Linked DNA regions of Mus musculus: all the other regions are linked to region 1. Evidence: chromatin contacts called from public HiChIP or PLAC-seq, Micro-C and promoter capture Hi-C data. All regions are on one chromosome and are shown on one strand. The core of a region is the stretch at or near the end of the contact, and the rest is flanking DNA. Distances in the headings are between cores, read along the strand shown.

Region 1 (2,892 bases), core at 191-2,690:
TTGGTTTGTTTCCTTAAAGTCTCCATGGAACTGAAGTTGTGGGTTGCGCTGTCCACATTCCTCCAGCCTCCAGCTAAACGTTTCTGATAAAGGAGGACTCGAGGAATGTGTGACTGAATTCCCACAGCTCTGCATTCATTTCCTTCTGTGGGGGACAAACTTGAAGTACATTATGAATGAAGAACTCTCGTCATCTGAACGCCTTTTATTTGACAGCAGGGACAGACACACACACACACACTTAGATCACCGGCCCACTCATTTCTGTAACAAGAAAACTTATCTTGGCCATTGCCTGGCCTGAATGAACCCCATGCCCACAAAGCCTTTTCTATAGAAAGATATTAAACTAGCGAGGGCTAAACTACGGGGAGAGCACGAGGGCGCAATTTGTCATTGCATCGCGGTTCCCACGGAGACGAGGCCACGAGAGCCTTCCCGTTATGGTTGCCCAGCGTGAGGATGATGCGGGTCGGGGAGGCCGGGTCCCCAGCACAGCCTCGGAGCCGGAGTTGCTCAACTAACAAAGAGCGGATCCCGCCGAGGGCGCGCGGCGCAGCCTCCCGGAGCGGAAGCGACACCCGCCCGCCCCCGCCGCCCCCACCCCGCTACCCTCCCCAAGTTCAGGGCCCGGACTCCGGGAGGCCCGGCACCCCAAGCCCACCCAAAGCCGGCATTCGGGATTCGGGGATCGTGGGCAATAAAGGAAAGAATCAGTCCGAGTCGCCAGCTACGCGCTCGGCGTGCACGCAGCGGCAAAGGCGGCCAGGCCGAACCCCCGCCGCCGGGCCCTGCTGGAGGGACGCGGCGCGGCGCCGCGCTTTGTTACCGTGGACAGGGGCATGCTCCGAGGGCCACCGCCGCTGCCACCTTCGTCGCCGCCGCTCCCTCCCTCATCGCCGTCGCCTTCGTCGCCTTCTTCTCCACCTTCGCCTTCCTCGCCGTCGCCGCCGCCGCCGCTGCCTCCGTCTCCGTCGCCTCCGTCGCCGCCGCCGCTGTCGCTATCGCTCCCCGCCTGAGGCGTCGCTTCCTGGCGATTCTCGCTCTCCTCGGCCGAGTAGACGATCTCTCCCTCCTCGGTCTTGAGGCGCTTGGCCTGGCTCTCGAACTCCCGGTCCTCCTCGTACGTCTCCTCCTTGGGGGAGGAGGAGGAGGAGGAGGACATGGCGGCGGCGGTGGAGACGGCGCGGGAGACGGGCCTCAGATGTCGCTGATCGGTCCCCGCCGCGGGCTGCGCCTCCTCGGCGCGGGTCTGAGCTGGCCCGGCGTCCTCCGCGGCGCGCTCCAGGAGCCCGTGACTGAGAAGGGAGCGCGGGCTGAGGGGACGCTTCCCTTTATCTCTCAGCCAGCCTCCAGCCTCTCCCTCCGCCAGCTTCGCGGCTCCCAGCCCCGGGGGGGACGCGAAAGTAAGGATGGGGCCGGGCCGTGGCTTCCGGTCTTCCCTCCTCCCTGATCCGCTCCCCGCCGCTCAGGCGGAGCCTCCACCCCGCCTTGACTGCCGCCGGGCGGGATGGGATCCAGGGCCCGAGAGTTTCCGCCCCCTTGCCGAACTTCCGCCTCCTATTGGAAGAGCGAAAGTCGATCTGGCTTCCAATTGGCTGGAAGAACTGCTCGTCAGAATCCCAGCCTGGACTCTCGCTGGGCTCCGGTCGGGACCGTGCAACGCCCGCTGCGCGCGGTTCCGCAGCGGTTGCAGCCCCGTGGCGGTTAGCGCTGTTAGGCCCTGGCCGCCGCTGAGATACCGGGTGAATGTGAGGAGCCGGCGATGCGTTCGGCAGAGTCGGGGCTGTGGGTGTTAACCGCCTTCCCGCTAATTTGAATGCTTTTCTTCTTCATTTTAAAAAGATGAGGGAGACCTGGAGAATCTTTAAAAAGATGAGGGAAACCTGGAGAATCTCCGCGCACCTAACCACACACAGCCCCCGAAAGCGCGTGGACTCTGCGCCACTAACTAAACAGAACAACCGTTAGCTGTTACTGACTGTGGCGAGCCAGCGAGATGATGCACACAGGTCTGCGCAGGGCATAGGTGACCTGCAAACCGGACCTATTGCTGCAGACATACCTATCCAAGTCCCTGCTGCAGTTACATATTCTCAACCTTCCTCTAAAACCCCTATTCTCACTGTTCTGAATGATCGTCTTCATTTTCCAAAATAGGAAACTCTCACAATCCTGTTCGTTTCCAGCCCACAACTCACTTCCTCTGTGAAGCCTAAAGACTGTTTTAAGGTTTTTAGCTGTTTCTATTTGCAAAAGGCCTTTGAATAACTAAAGGTGTTGTTTTAAAACAAAACAAAACTGGACGTGCTTAAGGGCAGGTACTGTGTTCATTTTTATAATCTAGTTCCAGTACAGTTCACCCCAACCCAATCCACCCCCGAATGGATTTCAGTGACCAACTTACTGGGTTGAAATTATGGTGTCTAGCTAGCAAGAAACCCACCGCGCCCTAAGTGCCCTGTTACTTTAAGCCTTGGAAAACTAAGATTCGTTCTGCGCACTTGTTTTGAACCTCTTCCTTTCCCAGTTGTGGGTTGTTCCCTCCTCTAGCCTGTTTTTTTTCCCCCAAAGGCATTTCTTCCCCCAGAAAGATGTGTGATCGTTCTTTTAACATATGTTGCTTTCTCCTTTATACTTTGCGTCGCTTGTCATTTTAGAATCCTAAGGAATCTAAGCGTTTCTGCAAACTGTACCACTGTGTGTGAGAGAGAGAGAGAGGCCGCTTGCAGAACTGAAAATTAGAAATATGTCTTTAAAATTAAGATAAGACTGACGTGTACCGAAGAAATATCAAAGAAGGAATTGCAGAGCTGGGGACAGATAAGGAAACGTCCTGAGCGAGAGCAACTGCATCCGCAGTCAGAAAAACACTGCACCAGTTTTGCCCAA
Region 2 (2,892 bases), core at 274-2,773, 450 kb before region 1:
CAAGACAGGGTTTCTCTGTGAAGCCCTGGCTGTCCTGGAACTCACTCTGTAGACCAGGCTGGCCTCGATCCGCCTGCCTCTGCCTCCCAAGTGCTGGGATTAAAGGCGTGCGCCGCCACGCCCGGCTACTTCCTTAAACTCTTTATCCTTTCATGCATAAACTTTTTTTTTTTTTAATTATATGTAAGTACACTGTAGCTGTCCTCAGACACTCCAGAAGAGGGAGTCAGATCTCATTACGGATGGTTGTGAGCCACCATGTGGTTGCTGGGATTTGAACTTCGGACCTTCGGAAGAGCAGTCGAGTGCTCTTACCTGCTGAGCCATCTCACCAGCCCTCGTGCATAAACTTTTAAAGCACAAATGAACCCCGAGGGACAAGGAATGTGTCCAATAGCTTCTCAAGGGAAAGAGATCAAGGTTGGTGGATTTACCAAGACTAGTATAACCCAGTATGAAAGGAACACCATGTAAGAAGAGATGCCGGGTGGTTTGTTTACAGAGGAGAATGACTAGAGACCGGTCCTGTGAGGGTGTGCTGGGCCATGTCTCCAGCTCCAGCATGCTGTGCTTTTAGTAAAATGGCAGAAGCTAGGTTGTAATAAACTTGATTTCACACTAGGAAGTAAAAATTCTATAATGTGAAATTGTTTTCTTCAATTTCCTTCAGTAAAGAATAGTATATTGTACAATCAATCAACCCTGATTCTTTTTACAGCGGTTTGGTTCTTATGTTTTTGATAAACAGGGGTGCATCCATTTTTAATTCTATTCAGTTCATTGATGGGAACTTTAGTAATTAAGACTGTTCTCAGCCGGGCAGTGGTGACGCACGCCTTTAGTCCCAGCACTTGGGAGGCAGAGGCAGGCGGATTTCTGAGTTCCAGGCCAGCCTTGTCTACAGAGTGAGTTCCAGGACAACCAGGGCTATATAGAGAAACCCTATATTGACCCTCCCCCCAAAAGACTGTTCTCATCAAGTCAAAAGTTTAAGTCAACCATGCTCCAAGTGAGAGCTTTACAGAGGGGCATTTAAGCAGTTTTTTAAAAGTTTGACAGAATTATCATTACACAATCTGCAGAGCGTGATGCTGTGCAAACCTTCAACACCAGCCACCTGAATCCAAGAAGACTGGTTTTGAACTGAAAGCAACTCAAAACAGCAGGGGACAAAGAGGCTGGGAATTTGGTTCATAGAACATCAAAGTGAGTTGAAGTCAGGAAAACCAGATGATGGTGCAAGAAGTCTGCGTTTGACTGAAGGAAGGTTAAAAGTTGTGCCGTGGGGGTGGAGGTGAGCTAAGGGCGGGGAGGCCTTGGAAGCCATCGGTGGCAGGGATGGCCCAGTGGATGCGCCGGGTGGAGGGGGGCAGTTGCCTCCGAGGCGGCCTGCGGGGCGCTCTGCGGGGCTCAGCTTTCCGGGTCGAGAGAAGCAGGCCCGGAGCCCGGGGCTGAGCAGTGCTGGCGGCCGGAGGAGGCGGGAGCCCCGGGCCGCTAGCGGCTCCTCCCCCGGCGCCTCCGTTATCTGGGTCAGACACGAAGGCCACCACGCAGGACCTTGGGACCCGCAGGCTGCACAGGGTTCCACTCGGCCATCCTCTCCTGGCTCGCCCGCTCGCCCGCGGGTCCCGGTTCCCTGGCTCCAGCCCCAGAGAAGCCTGCGCAACGACTCCGGGTGCGTACCTAGCCAGGGAAGGGGTACCTGGGCGGGCTGGGCTCGGCAGCCCGGGTCCGACGGGCGGTGGGGCGTGTGGAAGAAGGCGGCGGCACTTCCGGCGGCTGCTCCACTTCCGGGTCGCGGCCTGCCGCCTGGTGACCTGGGGCTGCGGGCACTCCTGGCACCATCCTAGAGGAGCCTGCGCCCTGGAGAGGTGGCTTCCTGACCCCCGAGCCCAGGCGACCACCGGAGGCGGGCACCGCGCCTCTGCTCCTGCCTCAGGCTCGCGCCAACCTTGTTCTCTTTGCGTGCCCCCCAACTAAAAAAGAAAAAAATTTTGATTGTCTGCCCTTTTTTATACAAACATGGAAACTAGACTAACAGCACTACTACTAACATTTGCAAATAAGTTGAATACTAAAAGGCTCCAAATTTAAATTATAGATGAGGAAATGCATGAAAGTCTGATGGAGTGTTAGAATTCAATGGTAAAGTACTTGCATCGCTGAATACATGATAGCCCCAAGAACTCCGTCCGAATGTTGCCTTCCGAAGCTTGAAACTTAAAGCTGATTTGTAAGGCATGTTGCTTGACCCTCTTGGTCGTTTTCGTTCCTCTTGTTTATGGGTTCGAGCTCTTTATGCCTTCCCCTTATCCCAAGGACCAGCTGATGAATTCGTATGAATGTTTCTTAGGAGCTCGTTCTAAACATTCAAGTTACTTTAAGAACATTAATGTCTAGAGGTAAAACTAAGACATGAACGCAATGTTTTCTTTTAAAAGCATTGTGTGTCCTAGTTCCCTTGGAAGTCAACATTTCATTGTTTCACTAGGTGACTCGCTGCTAATAACCTTTGGTTGTGTACTGTATTAATTTTAGGTCATTTATGCAAACATAATAGCTATCCTTTTTCATCGTAAGTGATTTATAACTGGAAGTTTGTAAACTAATAATGTTTTGCTTCCAAAATGCAAACTTGCATCTTAAAATGAGTTGTAAAGTCTGCTCAATAAATTTTAGTTGCCTTATCTGTACTCAGGACAAGAGTATACTACTATAGTCAAGAGTCTAAAAACAATTTAAGTAATTTTATACAACCTTTTAAAGTACACCGTAGGCAAGCAGATTCTGATTTCCAACTTTTATAGTTTTCCTTGTTCATCCGTGTCATATTTCCGATTATTGACACAAAAGCACACTCCAAGTTACTTCTTGTTTGTGCCTTACTATTTT
Region 3 (2,892 bases), core at 128-2,627, 410 kb before region 1:
GAGTTTGTTGGGAAGGTGATGCATTTCTATAATAATATCTAAAGGGACAAATAGAAATGGGGAGTTGTTTTCAGACTACAGGGTGTTAAGTTTGTATAAAGAAAATGAGGAGTCGATAGCAGGAGCTAGAGGTTCATGTAGGGAAATCTTCTTATGGAGATAACAGTTCCCACAGGTAAAATTCTCTAGACTCTGTTTTTAAATTGAACGAGAGCTCAAGTGAGATGTTCTTCCAGCTTTAAGTATTAACCTGATGAAACTTAGAGTTGTCTGAGAAGGGATCTCAGCAGAGGGATTTACTAGATCAGATTTGTGAGCATGACTGTGGGGATTGTCCTGGTTGATAATTGATGTAAGAGGGCCCAGCCCACTGTGGGTGGGACCAATCCCTGGGCAGATAGTTCCAGACTGAAGAAGAAAGGTAGATAAGCATGGACCTGCAAACAAGCCGTCAGGTGGCATTCCTCCATGGTTTGGTTTCTGCTGCTCTTCCTTGGCTGTGGGTAAGTTCTTTGTTTAGAAGGAGTGTGTGGAATGGCAAACAGGCTTGCACCTGAGTCCCTGCTTGAGTTTCTGCTGTGACTTTCCCCAATGACAGTCTATGATGAGTCCTCCTCAGTCCCTTTTGGTCATGGTTATTTGTCACAGTGACAGAATGAAGCTGGAACATGAGTTGATATATGAGACAGAGAAATAGGAAAACAGGATGGAGATCTAGCGGCCAGAGTGCCGCATGGGGTTAAAATGAGATTTATCCTTAAGAAGAAAATTTACCATGTCACAAGAAGAAGAGGGCACCATTTTCATTCATACAGAAGGAATGTATTCAAATACTGAAGTAAAGCAAAAAGGATCACTTTTAATTGTACACTTAAGAAATTACCTCACCATGTTAGTGTTCTGGGAACAGTGCTAAAATGAAGTGTGGCAAGAAAGGGTGAGGAGAGGTGCAAGAAGGGACCCGTGAGTGTGACAGTGCCACACTAGAGAAATGACTGTATAAAGGACCAATGACTAACCATCATAGTTCAGTTCTCCAGTAAGTATTATTTGGGGGCTTCTACCTCACCTTAGATCATTTAGTTCCCAAATTAAAACACACACACACACACAAAATCTTTATATTTATAATAAGCCTTTAAGCATTAGAGCTGGGCATCTATCAACCCCTTATGCTAGTTTGTTTACTTCTCTGTCAGTAACCTCAAGATTTCACTTGCCATGTCCCACCTTTGCTGCTCCTGCTCCAACAGGCCATGCACTCTTGACTCACCTGCCCCATGGCGCCTTCCTCCTTCCTCCTCTTCACCCTCTCCTCTGGTCTCTCCTCAGACCCCAATCCCAGGAACTGAAGCCCCACCCACCTCTCCTGCCCAGCTATAGGCGTCTTTATCAACTAATGGTTTTAAATTAACAAGCAAGGTTTGCAATACAAAAGGTTGCATACCTGAGAATTCAGTCATCTTGAGGCAGCTAGACCTTGGGATTCAGAATTTAGCATTACAATACATAGCAACTCACCAAACCTCCGCATTTCCCCCTTTTGTCTAAATAACAATAAACAACTTAGAGTGGAACAATTATAAAACAATAATGACAATTATTAGGAAAGAGTTAAATTTAAAAGCCTATCTGTTTATATTTGGCAATTTAGATTCTATCATCTGTCCTATCTTGGTGAGTTTAGAGTTTTAGATCTAAATCATTTTCTATCCTAATTTGTATTAACATCCTAAAATCATCTTCTTAGACTTGGTACATCTTTTTTTTTTTTTTTTTTTTTTTAAGGAGGAGAATCTAAATATTCTTTTTTTTATTACATATTTTCCTCAATTACATTTCCAATGCTATCCCAAAAGTCCCCCATACCCTCCCCCCCCCATTTCCCTACCCACTCATTCCCATTTTTTTTTGGCCCTGGCATTCCCCTGTACTGGGGCATATACAGTTTGAGTGACCAATGGGCCTCTCTTTCCAGTGATGGCAGACTAGGCCATCTTTTGATACATATGCAGCTAGAGACAAGAGCTCCAGGGTACTGGTTAGTTCATAATGTTGTTCCACCTATAGGGTTGCAGATCCCTTTAGCTCCTTGGGTACTTTCTCTAGCTCCTCCATTGGGAGCCCTGTGATCCATCCAATAGCTGACTGTGAGCATCCACTTCTGTGTTTGCTAGGCCCCAGCATAGTCTCGCAAGAGACAGCTACATCTGGGTCCTTTCAATAAAATCTTGCTAGTGTGTGCAATGGTGTCCGCGTTTGGAAGCTGATTATGGGGTGGATCCCTGGATATGGCAGTCTCTAGATGGTCCATCCTTTCGTCTCAGCTCCAGGTACATCTTCTTAAATCCTAAACATCTTAAACTTATGTTAAGACTATGACTATCTAGTCTCCAACCCCATCAGAGACCTGAGAAGGAATAAATATTACTTTAGTATGTAGGAAGTGCAGGGTCACAGCTTCCAAAAATTATAGAAATGACAGAGCCTGTTGACTGCCTGGACAGTCCCCAATATTTTCTAAAACATTGGAGCATCGTCTTCAGCCTTCTGGCCCAGAAAATCTGACAGGCCTTTTGTGAAACAGGAATTATGATGGACCTGTTTATCCTGTCTTAGAAGAGCTTGGCAGTTGAGTTCCTTGTGTCTGTCCTTCTTGGGCAGCATTCTGCCTGCAGATGAACTCAGGCAATTTTCTTTGCTGTGATTGAAGCGACTCCATATGGGGGTTCTTCAATGCTCATCATCTTTGAAAATGAAAAATGAGGTGCTCTCAGACATGTCTCAATGTCAAAGGGACCTTAAATTAATAAAAAAAACATTTTAAATTACATATTCTACGGGTACCTGAGATTTTTGATAACTATCTATCTATTCATAGCATATCTAAAC
Region 4 (2,892 bases), core at 117-2,616, 370 kb before region 1:
TTTCACAGGGGTGGCCTAAAACACAGAGATTTACATCATTATTCATACCAGTAGAAAAATTACAGTTATGAAGTATCACCAAAAATAATTTTATGGTTGGAGGGTAGGTCACCAAATGTGAGTGATTGTATTTAAGGGTTGTAGTGTTGGGAAGGTTGAGAGCTGCTGCATTAGCGGGTCTGGTAACACCAGAGGAAACAAATTCTTAGGTTCCTGCTAGGGAAAATAGGGACGGGGTGAGCAGTACTGAGCTGGCTGGCAATCACAGGGTTCTCTGCTGAAGTCTACTGAGATAAGCAGCCCACTGAGAATGGTACTGAACTGACGGGTTCAAGGATAACCAAGCCTGCCTAGGGTTTGTCTATTTTGGGCTGGGGAGTAAGGATCAAGAGCATAGAACATAAGAACAAGTCTCCTTTATCACTAGAGTACATCGATCTAGAAATATGGGCTTTCGGGGAAAGGCAGCATGGTATAGAAGAGAAAGAAGCACATTACATTGGAGCCTGATTCAAATCCAGACCTCGTACGTGATGCCTGCACGAACTTGGATAGGAGACTTGTAAGCTCTCTAAACAAGGGGATCCAAACCTCCACCATGAATGATTTTGTTAAAGGGATAAGTAGATGTGCATAGCATAATTGGCACCTTGAAATGGGTTAGATCTTCCCAGCGTTTCTCCCAGGGGGACACACATTCCTCTGGTTCCCTATACCATCCACAGATGCCCCCCCACACTTGCTTTCTATGTCCACACCCCTGATTCCCTGCTCAAGTGACTCACAAATAAGAACTTAGCAAAACACATTGACTGTTCCCCCAGATCTTGCTTGTTTAATAGATGTCTTCAGAAACAGTCAGCAACGGGCTCCCTGCCCAGTGTCTCAGAAGGGCTTGGTAACACCACAGGGCCCCCATGCAAGGCTCAGGAGAGGAGCCCTCTGCTCAGTCTCACACACCAACACTCAGTAACGGGCTCCCTGCCCAGGATCTCAGAAGGGCTTGGTAACACTACAGGGCTTCATGCAAGGCTCAGGAAAAGAGCTGCCCATCAACTCTCTCTCACCGATGCCCAGGGAACGGGCTGCACACTCCCTAGCTGGTAAGTTGATATCAGTTTATCACAGAGTCTCAGAACACTTTTTAGTGTGAACTCTCAGCTTCCCATCAGCTATGAGGAACTCCCAATAGTACTTTGTACACTCTGGCTCTTCTAATCCCCATGGGCTATGATCCCATTGTCTAGATGATTAAAAACAAATTGAGGTTAGACAAGTCACGCTAACTGCCAGAGCTAGAGACCACCAACGCCAAGAGTCGTGAGCTGATAATTTGGCATGAGCTGGTGAGAGAAAACTGTGGAGATGAGTGTGCAGTGCTTGGCAGAGTCTGTAGGCCTGGCAGGACCTGTGGAACCTGGCATTCGCTCTCTTTACTCACAGGCCTGGCCCTCAGGACCCTCGTCAGTACCCGCCTTCCCAATTTTCAACAACACTTAAGTCTCCTCATTTCTCCCTTCCCTTTCTCCCATTCTTTGTCCATCTAGACTTTGGAAGCCTCCATTTTAGCCCACAGAAATCTGAAGCCTGGACAGGGACTTTCCACTGGCTGGCCTCTGCCTTGGACATAGGAGCTCTTGGAGGAGGCCAACCCAGGGTCTCCGAGACACAAGGGCTCCAGCCCAGAGCAGATTCTGCTCAGTGTGATTTTTCCTGTGTACAACACTTGGACTTTGCTCTCTTTAGGGTGTTTTTGGGTTTTCCCAACAATCTAATAAGCTGAGTGTTGCTGATTTAGTTATCTTTGTGTTTAGGGGAGAGGGCCAAAGGGAAACTTGATATTCGTTGTGGAGTGAGATCTTTTCTGGGTAACTCTGAAATGTCTCCTATATGGTTCATGGCTGGTTACCTCTGTCTTCATCCCAACCGTTGGAGTTGGCTGTGCCTTTTAGCAAGTACCTCAGCATTTGGGACCAGGTTGTGTTCTTTTATCTTCTGAGGTAGACAATAGCCACATGGGAAACAGCTCTCCAGTGCTTTGCATCCAAAGCATCCAGAATAAAATCTGCCACAGAGCAGGCACCAGGGAATCGGCCTAGAAAGTGGGCTGATTATAAAAAGCATGTATCACAAACATGGGCTTGGAACTGGCAGATGCTGGTGATGGGGAGGGGCAGAGATGCCTTGGTCTAGTCAGACTTGATCATAGACTCCCCGGCTGGGGGCCACAGTGTTACCTCTTAGCACCGCAGAACAATGATACCCCAATAGGGTTTCCTCCACTTGCTCATAGCAAAATATTTTACATGATGACTCTCCTTTAGAGTTTTGTTTTGGGGGGCTTTGGGTTTTGGTTCTGTTGTTTTGTTTTGTTTTGTTTCATTTTGTTTTAGCTATCGTTCTCTTGATTATCCTGTAGGCTGAGCCTATATTGTATAGTTTTCTTTTATAATTTTTAAATTGTATAATTTTTTTACCTGGAGTGTGGCCTCTCTTGGTGAATGTTCCATGTGGAAAGTGTACTGTGCTGTATTGTGTAGAGTGGCCCACAAACGTCAACTAGACCCAGAGCATTGCTAGAACAGCTGTGCTCTTCTGTATCAACACTGAGTCTCTAATTGCTTTATCTATCTGTTACTAAAAGTGGGGATATATATATGTATGTATGTATATATATATATATATATATATATAGAGAGAGAGAGAGAGAGAGAGAGAGAGAGAACACAGGTGTGCACTCAAAGAGGCCAAAGACCAATGTGATGACTTGCTGGGGTTATAGATGAGTGCTTCCATGTCCATTTTTACATGGGTGCTAGAGATTTAGTGAGCATTCCTAATCACTAAGCCTTAAAATACTACTTAAAAGAACTATAAATGACTTCTCCTTGA
Region 5 (2,892 bases), core at 248-2,747, 290 kb after region 1:
CACCATTAACACTTGAAGCAAATCTCATTGGGAAAAATGCCATTACTTCTTTTTCTGTCAAAACATAAGAAATGAAAAAAAAAAAAAAAACCTTTTTTCTTTCCAAAGAAATTCTTACTAATATTTATTTATTCTCCTATTTAAAAATATTTATTTTTAATATTTTGATTGTTTGCATGTATGCACGTTTGTATGATTGTATGTATGATTGTATGTGCATGCGTGTGTGCAACTGCGTTTGAGGGTCAGAAGGTGTTGACTCCCCTGGGGCTGGCATTACAGGTGATGTGAGCCGCTTGGCTTGGGTGCTAGGAACTGAACTGGAGTCCCCTGGAAGAGCTTCCAGTGCTCTTAACCGCTAGGCCAGCTCTTCAGCCCCCCCTCTTATTTTTATTTTTCACTTCTTTAGGGGAAAAGTACAGAATTTCTTTATATTCTGATGATAATTAGAGACTGGCTCGTCACTTCTCTCACAGAATTCAAGTGCTGGATCAGAACTGTCTTCATTTACATGCTTTAGTTTCCTAGTAAGCCGGGCTCTCTCTCTCTCTCTCTCTCTCTCTCTCTCTCTCTCTCTCTTTCTCTCTCTGTCTGGGGACTCTCTGTAGACCAGGCTGGCCTTGAAGTCGGAGATTCTGCCTTTGTCTTAAGCTGGATTAATGGTATGGGTCATCACCTCCTGGTTTCAGCCTCAGTCTTGTGTCAAGGGCTCTTTAGTAACGGCAGCATGCACGAGGACCTGAACAAACCGCGTGCTCTATTGTTGCTGGTCAAGCTTCAGTGCACACAGCAGAGGTGACCTCTGCCCTGGACGAATAGGGGCAGAGTCATCTAAAAGATTCCAGATTTGGGTAAACAAAGCCCACGAGAGTTTTCAAGAGCTTGTGTTCTCAGAAAAGGAAGAGGTCGGGGGGGGGGGGGTCACTGGTGCCTCTTATAAAAACTTAGAGCGAGCCAAGTTCACTCTTCCCAAACTGTTCAGCTGCAGGCCCTGGCCTCGGAACTGAAAACGGGCTTCACAGAAGCAATGCAGGAGCTGACACGGATCCAACATGGAGAATACGCTTTGGAAGAGAAGGTCAAGAGCTGCCGATGTTCAATGGAAGAGAAAGTCACGGAGATGAAGAATTCATTAAACTACTTCAAGGTGGGAGCCTCTCTTATTTCCCTGATGAAAAGAGTATGTTGGTCCCAGTACCAGAAGCAGGAAATTTGCCTTTTCTTACAGCAGCCGAGGGTAAGAACGTTCCCTCTGAGTCATCTGTTAGTTATCACAGAACAATAGCTACTGCACGGTTTGCAGTTGCTGAGCTCTGTGTTGAAATTAGAAACCACAATGAAAGCATACTTCACCTCTCATTCCCCGTTCACTCAAAAGCATGCAGCTAGGTAAAGGCTTATGGGAGACCGGCTGTTGTGTTCTCTTACCCCATGAGCCAGTGTAAAATGCAGCAATTATTGCATTGTAGGAAGAGCTGAGCAATGCAATGTCCATGATTCAGGCCATCACTTCCAAGCAAGAAGAAATGCAGCAGAAAATCGAACAGCTGCAGCAGGAGAAGAGAAGAGAATCTCGAAAGGTCAAAGCCAAGTGAGTATCTTAAAAAAGATCCATTCAGGGCAAACCCATAAGCAATGGCCCTGCCACAGAAGCCCTGAGAAAACTTCCAGCTATTCGCACATAAGGAGTGGGCTCCTGAGCAGCACAGAGCGGCCTGGGCTGGAAGGGATGAAGCCATATAGTCCTGGTTAATACTGGGGCTGGAGAAATGGCTTGATAGTCAAGAACACTGGCTGCTTTTGCAGAGGACCAGAGTTTAGTTCCCAGAACCTCATCAGGCAGTTCACAGACGCCTTCGACTCCAGCTCCAGGGGATCCAACACCCTTCTCTGGCCTCTGTAGGTGAATGGGTATGTGTAGACACACACACACACACACACACACACACACGCACACACACACACGCAAACAACAACAAAACAAAACAAACAAAAATCCCAAAACACTCACCACAAATCTGTAAAAGCAACAGAGCTTGGATCTTTAGCCCACGTAGCTGTCACGATGTAAGCCAGCCTGTGAACTAGTCGTATTGGTGAGCTTTGGGTTTGATTGAAAGACCCTGCCTCGATGGCATGAGTAGAAAGTAATGGAGGATAACTTACAACCTCAACTCCAGGCCTCCACATGCATGAACACGTATCTACATATATGTGTTCACATGTATGCAAACATACAAACACATATGCAGATGGAAAAAATGGTTAGTATAAAAATGGATGGTAGCATTTCATGGGAAAATATATTTAACATGATATGACATGAAATCAAAATGATATGCAATGTGTACATAGCTTGATTTTCGATGTAAAGACATGTAAATTGATAACTAGAAAGAGAGGGATTGTTGTTTTAAGGATTGCGACAGCAGTGATTTTCCTTTGTTTTAAAACTTCCGATAGGTTCTCCAGTGTTGCTGTTATTTACTTGGGTAGTTGAAAAAAAAGTTAGTCAGTGCTTCTGACAGGCAGAAACAAGTCAGTGTGCCCAATAAATAGTTGGGTAGAAACAAGTCAGTGTGCCCAATAAATAGTTGGGCAGAAACAAGTCAGTGTGCCCAATAAATAGTTGCCGTCTTCATTGGTATGTTATGGGGATCATAGTTGTCTGAGCCTGGGAAACAGCTTATGGTTACATTGTTTGGGCGAAATGCTTCCGGTTCTTGGTGTTCTGCGATTGAGCTGTTAAGGGTGTGTAAATCACCCCAAGCAAATATTCAACCCTGCAAACGTTACAGACCCTGGTAAGAGCCGGGCATGGTGGCCAGGCCTTTAATCCTAGCAGTTGGCAGAGGCAGGAGGCTCTATGTGGTGGGGTCTATACTAAAAGCC

What was found. Promoter capture Hi-C pulls out the DNA fragments that hold promoters and counts their contacts. Hi-C and Micro-C count contacts between places; a contact is called where the count stands out from the background. HiChIP or PLAC-seq counts read pairs in DNA pulled down with a chosen protein or histone mark.
Region 2: a contact with region 1 is called in a Micro-C map of embryonic stem cells, with 5 times the contacts expected there. The contact joins the promoter of Rmdn2 here to the promoter of Hnrnpll in region 1. A contact is called at or near these places in 2 of 39 promoter capture datasets (the 3T3-L1 cell line and the C10 cell line), 2 of 484 Hi-C or Micro-C datasets (both in embryonic stem cells) and 1 of 115 datasets of contacts at active chromatin or transcription factors (pancreatic cancer cells).
Region 3: an H3K4me3 HiChIP or PLAC-seq map of embryonic stem cells shows a contact between it and region 1, with 7 times the contacts expected there. The contact joins the enhancer-like site here to the promoter of Hnrnpll in region 1. A contact is called at or near these places in 7 of 39 promoter capture datasets (the 3T3-L1 cell line, 3T3-L1-derived adipocytes, the C10 cell line and 3 more), 1 of 15 datasets of contacts at CTCF or cohesin (the NIH/3T3 cell line) and 6 of 115 datasets of contacts at active chromatin or transcription factors (the NIH/3T3 cell line, the SCID.adh cell line, craniofacial prominence and 3 more).
Region 4: a promoter capture Hi-C map of 3T3-L1-derived adipocytes shows a contact between it and region 1, with 4 times the contacts expected there. The contact joins the enhancer-like site here to the promoter of Hnrnpll in region 1. A contact is called at or near these places in 6 of 39 promoter capture datasets (the 3T3-L1 cell line, 3T3-L1-derived adipocytes, the C10 cell line and 2 more), 1 of 15 datasets of contacts at CTCF or cohesin (the NIH/3T3 cell line) and 6 of 115 datasets of contacts at active chromatin or transcription factors (T-cell acute lymphoblastic leukemia, embryonic limb bud and embryonic stem cells).
Region 5: a contact with region 1 is called in an H3K27ac HiChIP or PLAC-seq map of stem cell-derived neural progenitor cells. The contact joins the enhancer-like site here to the promoter of Hnrnpll in region 1. A contact is called at or near these places in 1 of 39 promoter capture datasets (the C10 cell line) and 5 of 115 datasets of contacts at active chromatin or transcription factors (the SCID.adh cell line, embryonic stem cells and stem cell-derived neural progenitor cells).

What each region holds. Positions count from the first base shown.
Region 1 is chr17:80,060,828-80,063,719 of GRCm38.p6, forward strand. Hnrnpll (heterogeneous nuclear ribonucleoprotein L-like) reads right to left here and starts at 1,441. Exons shown (of 13, transcript NM_144802.4): 1 at 830-1,441. The coding sequence starts at 1,165. 4933407O12Rik reads left to right here and starts at 1,395. Exons shown (of 2, transcript XM_006525248.3): 1 at 1,395-1,745; 2 at 1,846-2,635. The coding sequence starts at 1,413. The coding sequence ends at 1,971.
Region 2 is chr17:79,613,694-79,616,585 of GRCm38.p6, forward strand. It overlaps Rmdn2 (regulator of microtubule dynamics 2), which reads left to right and starts at 1,524. Exons shown (of 11, transcript NM_001368314.1): 1 at 1,524-1,675.
Region 3 is chr17:79,652,959-79,655,850 of GRCm38.p6, forward strand. The region is part of intron 4 of Rmdn2 (regulator of microtubule dynamics 2); the gene reads left to right. It overlaps Gm33006 (a long non-coding RNA gene), which reads right to left. Exons shown (of 4, transcript XR_876982.2): 2 at 2,602-2,747; 3 at 1-38. Among named protein-coding and RNA genes, the nearest start is that of Gm33006, 13 kb to the right of the region's middle. Within about 2 kb of position 1,378, at least 10 of the 459 cell types and tissues checked have an H3K27ac peak or open chromatin away from gene starts, as enhancers often do. A contact at or near this core is called in embryonic stem cells and epiblast stem cells, where this site is marked.
Region 4 is chr17:79,694,380-79,697,271 of GRCm38.p6, forward strand. No RefSeq gene overlaps it. Among named protein-coding and RNA genes, the nearest start is that of Cyp1b1, 19 kb to the right of the region's middle. Within about 2 kb of position 1,367, at least 37 of the 459 cell types and tissues checked have an H3K27ac peak or open chromatin away from gene starts, as enhancers often do. A contact at or near this core is called in 3T3-L1-derived adipocytes and the NIH/3T3 cell line, where this site is marked.
Region 5 is chr17:80,346,139-80,349,030 of GRCm38.p6, forward strand. Arhgef33 (Rho guanine nucleotide exchange factor (GEF) 33) reads left to right here. Exons shown (of 18, transcript NM_001145452.1): 4 at 983-1,147; 5 at 1,470-1,591. Among named protein-coding and RNA genes, the nearest start is that of Gm10190, 26 kb to the right of the region's middle. Within about 2 kb of position 1,498, at least 23 of the 459 cell types and tissues checked have an H3K27ac peak or open chromatin away from gene starts, as enhancers often do.